2 separate regions of the Ornithorhynchus anatinus genome follow, and region 2 is linked to region 1. Evidence: chromatin contacts called from public Hi-C data. All regions are on one chromosome and are shown on one strand. Each heading gives the region's core, a stretch centred on a gene start, on an enhancer-like site or on the middle of the called end of the contact. The rest is flanking DNA. Distances are from core to core; before and after follow the strand shown. Region 1 overlaps LOC114810082 (a long non-coding RNA gene). Region 2 has its middle 110 kb from the start of ACAA2.

Region 1 (3,018 bases), core at 145-2,644:
AGACACAGAGAAACTAATTAACTTGTCCAAGGTCACAGAGCAGATAAGTGCAAAGTAGCCAGGGCTTTGTGGAAAGAGCATGGATTTGGGAGGAAGTGGGTTCAAATCCCACTCCGCCACTTGTGAGCTGTGTGACTTTGGGCAAGTCACAACTTCTCTGTGCCTGAATTCCCTCATTTGTTAAAAGGGGATCAAGACTGCGAGCTCCACATGGGACAACCTGATTACCTTGCATCTATCCCAGCACTTAGAACAGTACTCGGCACATAGTAAGCGCTTAACAAAAACCATCATTATTATTATGAAGTGAAGAAGCTGAGATTAGAACCCAGGTCCTTCTGTTGCCCATGTTCTTTCCACTAGACCACAATGCTTCTCCCCTCCCTCAAGCTGGTCTCTCTCTACATGGATTCTAGCTTTCCTCATGATCACTGACCCCACCACAGCTGAAAGGAAGGGACTTAGGTTGTGTCATCCCCAGGGACGGGAGCCTCTGCTTTACACTTCCACAAGAGTGGCAAGGTTGACATCTGCCCTTACCACATCCAAGCATGGCTCAACTGGCCAATCCCAAAATTATTCCCTCTCAGAACCCTTACAATCCACACGTCTCCTGTCTCTTTCCATTCTTCCACAAACCCCCAATTCCTCCCACCTCTGATACAACTGCATCATGGAAAGCAACAAATCAAACAAAGGCGATTCAGCCGCTGCTCTCCTACTTAGCCCAGGCCTACTCCCTTCCAAACCCAGTTACTGGAGGAAGCCCAATCAGGTATGCATCCTTTTATCATTCCCTGGAGCCATACTGAGCCCAGATCTCCAAATTTTCAATCTAAATCACCTGGAAATGGGGGAGGAGAGGATCTGCAGAAGTGTCCTGTCTCTCTACGGCCCTCAGGACTAAGGATGGGCTGAGAAGCCCATCCCAAATAGGTCCTCATGAACCACAATGATAAGGATGATGAAGGAAAAAAAGAGGGGATTCCAGGCTGGACCACTCCCAGCCCAAACCCACTAGGTCCGGGCAGACCTGGTCCGACCTCAGTTTCCCTTGCTTTCAGCAGCACTGGCTCTGAGGGCAACCTCCTCCTGATCTGCTTGCAGGTACCCACACTCAGAGAAGGAGGGGTGAAGGGATGGGGGAGGGAGAAATTCCTTTGCTGGGAGGAAGCCAAGAGATCTGGACCTTGGCCAACTCCAAGTGGTGCCCGGACACCTCGGGTGGCCTCGTGGGATGTGAGAGATGGATTCCTGGGGAAGGAGCTGCCCCACCCTATGTCAGGAATGGTCACTGAGCCCAGCGCATTGGAATTTCCCTGCTTGGCTCGAGTTCAGATCGGAGCAGAGCGGCACGGAGGTGGCCCAGTGCCTGCAGCTGGAGTGAGCAGTTAGTCCCACCGGACCAGAGGAGGTTTCAGGTGGCGGGCTGGGGGAGGTGTCCATCAGGTGACATGGGAACCAAGGTAGCAAGGTGATTCTGAGCTTTTTCCCATCTCTGCCCAGTGGCCCAGATTGACCTGACCTCAGTTCTGGGATCGTTCCTAGGATTTGGGTCTGCCCTAGAGTTTCATCATCAACAGCATTAAGCAACTCTTGTGTGCAGAGCCCCAGATTAGGAGCCTGGACATGTGATGGTGGTGACAGAGTTGGCAGTCTTCAATACCAGATGCGGCTTGGCTTCGTCACGAGAACTATCGGATGGAGAGAAACTGCGCGAGAAAAGTGCCTGCAACACTAGGGGGTGGGAACAAACAGTAGAAAACAACAGCAGGTCTCTTCCCTGAGGAGTTCAGATTAGAACTTTGTGAGTTTTTAATGGTATTTGTTAACCACTTACTATGTGCCAGGCACTGTACACAGGCCCTGGGGTAGAGACAAATAGGGCTCAATTGCTATTTTACAGAGGCACAGGTAACAGGCACAGAGAAGTGAAGCGACTTGCCCAAGGTCACACAGCTGACAAGTGGTGGAGGTGGGATTAGAACCTAGGTTCTCTGACTCCTAGTCCCGTGCTCTTTTCATTACACCTCGCTGCCTCTCCATTGAACCTAATCTCCCCGATGTATGCCAACTCTGCTCCGAATGAGAGAAAGGGGGTGATATGTAGGAGGAACAACAGAGATGCGATTTTGAGGAAGAGTAAGCCGGGTGGGGGATTTGGAAGGAGCAGGCAGAATTTGAAGAGTACATTTGGAGCCTTTTCACCCAGCACAGAAACTCTAAATATTCTTGAGCCTTGCTTGGAAGCTCTTGAGTTTTGGAAAAGGGTGGAGGTGGTGACAACTGTTGTTTCGCCCCATAGCTGGAAACTTCTGGGGGTCAATAGTCATCACTCCCAAATTCAATCAATGGTATTACTGAGCACCTGAGTTCAACACACTGTACTAAGCCCTTGGGCTAAATACAACAGAAGTAAGATATCCATCTCCTTGCCTTGAAGGAGTTAATGATTTGAGTCAAATCGGGAATGATCTGAGGCCAGAAAGTCCCAAAGTTGACAGACACTCTGGTCCTTCACCCTCAGGGCCAAGCCAAGATTGTGGACAGGGAATGTTTCCGTTATATTCTGTTATAGAGTACTCTCCCAATCGCTTAGTACAGACATCTGCATAGTGAGTGCTCAGTAAATATGCTTGACTAACCCAAGCAAAGAAGCAAAGTCATCAACGAATCAGGCACTGGTATTTATTAAGCACTTACTGTATGCAGAGCACTGTACCAAGAGCTTGGGGTGCAATAAAGAAAAGCTGATAGATGTCATCCCTGCCCCAGTGAGTTTACAGTCTAGAAGGGGAGACAGACATTAATACCAATGAATTTCCAATATGTACCGAAGTGCTGTGGAGCTAAAGGTGGGGTGAATGAAGGGTGCAAATCCTAGTGCAAGGGAAAAGTCATCTTTCCTCAGTCACTGTATTCTATACATCTGGGCTTGAGGAGTGAAGGGGCAGAAATGATTGGCACAAGAAAGCCCAGAAGCCTGGAGTAGTGCTGACAGGGGGATCTCGGTAACTC
Region 2 (3,018 bases), core at 330-2,829, 94 kb before region 1:
ACAACAAAAACCAGAGTCTACCCTTAGTTCAAGAAGCAATTCCCCATTTATGGCATCCTTCTATGAGAAAATAGGACCCTGCTTATGCTTCAACTTGATACACTTTTCAAAAACCACCTTAACCCTCCATCCAAGGACTGTTTGTCTCCCCAGACTATCGTCTGCCAAGAGTGGAGACGGCCTCAGACTGAAGGACAATCCTCGTTCATGTCAGGAAGGGATTTCTAGCCCAATATCGGTATTTCCTGCCACACCCATAGCCACGGCCAGCAGCGGCATCTCTGGGTTGAAGGGCAAAGTTAGAAGAAAGGATTTTCTTCAGGGAGAGTCAGCCAGTCTCTTGACGCTAGTCATTAAAACGTCAGTGTTTGATGCCTAAGGAATGGCTTGAGCCTCATAACCAGGCAGCTGTTCCAATTGCTGAAAAATTGTTTGGAACAGAAAGTGAACAATCCTGTATCTATATTAAATCGAAAGAGAAATGCAAAGCCACAAGATACAGTTAGTGAGCCAGTCAGCCAACTGTATTTATTGAGTGCTTACTATGTGCAGAACACTGTCCTAAGCACTTGGGAGAGTACACTAACAGACGCATTCCCTGCCCACGCTGAGCTTACAAGTCCAGAGGGGGAGACAGACATTAATATAAATTGTATACTTGGAACACTCATCTAAATTACTTTTTACTAAAAATACGTTCTGTACCTCTCTCCTTAAGCCCTCGGCCAGGAACCTAAAAGGACACAACAGAGAAAGATATACATTTTCTCTCTAAATCCTGTTTCCCTTGTCTTCAGAAATTCATAAAATTCCAAGCTGTGGCTTTTCTCAGAGGTGTCATGACATTAGAAAATCATGCCAACTCTTCCCCCAGGGGCATTTTGAGAGAAATTGAAACTGCTTTCCCAACCTGGGGCACAGGTGTGCTGGAAACGCTCTTCTGAGAAGACAATTAGTTGATTAGCCAAAATTAAAGCCTGGGGCAAGGGAAGGAGTTGGGAAGGGTGGGGAGGGGGAAAGGGGAAGGAGGGGTGGGGAAAAGGATAATGGGAGGAGAAGGAGTACAGGGATTTTCCTGAAAGACTGGCTTAGACAACCATGCTAATTAATCTGAGTCCCGTGCTGCCAGCACTGATGTCGAAGAAGACTGAAATGTCCTTTGCGTTTCAGCAACCATCCCAAGTTGGGGATCTTGGCTCACAGCCAAAGGGGAAAACCACAGACTCTAATATTACCACTTGCCAGGAAAAAAAAAAACCCAACAAACACAAGAACATCTGTTGCCTTCTGACCCGCTGGTTCGCTGACTAAATCAGCAGAGTGGGAGGGGGCGAGTAAGCGCCGCCCTGGCTGAGGGAGAGACCAGGGTCTGTCAGTGAGGTCTGGGGGAGCCTGGATCATTCCCCTTTCCCTTCTCTCTTCTTCCATAGTCTTCACTCACTCACTGCCCCAAAAAACCCCTGTTGCTCCAACTCAGTCTCTTGGCTGCAGCTAAGAAAATGTTCCAAGAATTTGGCTGTTTTCTTTAGAGTTGCCAAGCCCAGGCACAAAGAACAATTCAGGCCAAAAAGTCAGGAAGAAGTTCCTCGAAGGGGAATTCCATGAGACAAGGCAGCATCTCCTCAAAGGAAATCATAACCAACAATTCAGAGCCGATTCCTGACATTCTTTTTTTTAAAAAAAAGTTTTTCTAGTATTTGTTAAGCGCTTACTATGTGTCAAGCACTATTCTAAGTGCTGCAGTAGAGACAAGTTAATCAGGCCGGATCAGGTCCCTGTCTCACATGGGGTTCACAGTCTAAGTAGAAGGGAGAACAGGTATTGAACCTTCATTTTGCAGTTGAGAAAACTGAGGCACAGAGAAGGTAAGTGAGTTGCCTAAGGTCATATAGCAGGCAAGTGGAGGAGCCTCGATCCTCTGGCTCCCAGGCCTTTGCTTTATCCACCAAGTCACACTGCTTCTCAAGCCATTCTCCCAGCTTCCCAGTGGAAAGGAATTTGTGAAAAGGACTCTTCCAGGACTCCACCATGGCTATAACGCAAAATTACACACCTCCTCCCCTGTCCTGGAATGCCCTCCCTCCTCACCTCCACCAAACTCTCTTCCCTCTTCAAAGTCCTACTGAGAGCTCACCTCCTCCAAGAGGCCTTCCCAGACTGAGCTTCCCCTTTTCCCTCTGCTCCCTCTCTGCCCACCCCCCTTCACCTCCCCTCAGCTAAACTCCCTTTCCCCCACTTTCCCTCTGCTCCTCCCCCTTTCCCTTCCCCTCCCCTCAGCACTGTGCTCACCTGCTCATTTGTATATATTTTTATTGCCCCATTTATTTTAATTCATGCATTCATTCAATAGTATTTATTGAGCGCTTACTATGTGCAGAGCACTGTACTAAGCGCTTGGAATGTACAAGTCGGCAACAGATAGAGACAGCCCCTGCCCTTTGATGGGCTTACAGTTAATGAGAAGTACATCCCCTTGATTCTATTTATTGCTACTGTTTTTGTCTGTCTCCCCCGATTAGACTGTAAGCCCGTCAGTGGGCAGGGATTGTCTCTATCTGTTGCCGAATTGTACATTCCAAGCACTTAGTACAGTGCTCTGCACATAGTAAGCGCTCAATAAATACTATTGAATGAACTGAATGAAAATTACTTCACTAGGGGTTACTCAAGACTGCATCGTGCGTTACCCTGCAAAGAGGGTACTTAATGCCCAGGGCAGCCTTTTGGGATTATCTCATCTCCATCTGTCCAGCTGTTTACAATGAGTTACACATGTTCTGTCTTTTCACAGTCTGAATTAGAGCACCACATCTCCCATGGGGACTGAAAGTGTTGTTCTTAAAATTTGTTGGAGAAATAGACAGGGCTTACTCTGGGAACCCTAACTGCTTTGTTACTATCCTCTTTGCTAAGTCATCTGTAGGTTGTTAAACCACACATAATAAATGACGACAATTGTGGTATTTGTTAAATGCTTACTATGTACCAAATACTGTATTGAGTGTCGGCGTAGATACA

What was found. Hi-C and Micro-C count contacts between places; a contact is called where the count stands out from the background.
Region 2: a contact with region 1 is called in a Hi-C map of fibroblasts, with 1.7 times the contacts expected there. The contact joins two enhancer-like sites. A contact is called at or near these places in 2 of 2 Hi-C or Micro-C datasets (fibroblasts and liver).

Annotation. Positions count from the first base shown.
Region 1 is chr3:65,218,812-65,221,829 of mOrnAna1.pri.v4, reverse strand. All of the region lies in intron 2 of LOC114810082 (a long non-coding RNA gene), which reads right to left. Among named protein-coding and RNA genes, the nearest start is that of LIPG, 87 kb to the right of the region's middle. Within about 2 kb of position 1,394, the one cell type or tissue checked has an H3K27ac peak away from gene starts, as active enhancers do. A contact at or near this core is called in fibroblasts, where this site is marked.
Region 2 is chr3:65,313,017-65,316,034 of mOrnAna1.pri.v4, reverse strand. No RefSeq gene overlaps it. Among named protein-coding and RNA genes, the nearest start is that of ACAA2, 110 kb to the left of the region's middle. Within about 2 kb of position 1,579, the one cell type or tissue checked has an H3K27ac peak away from gene starts, as active enhancers do. A contact at or near this core is called in fibroblasts, where this site is marked.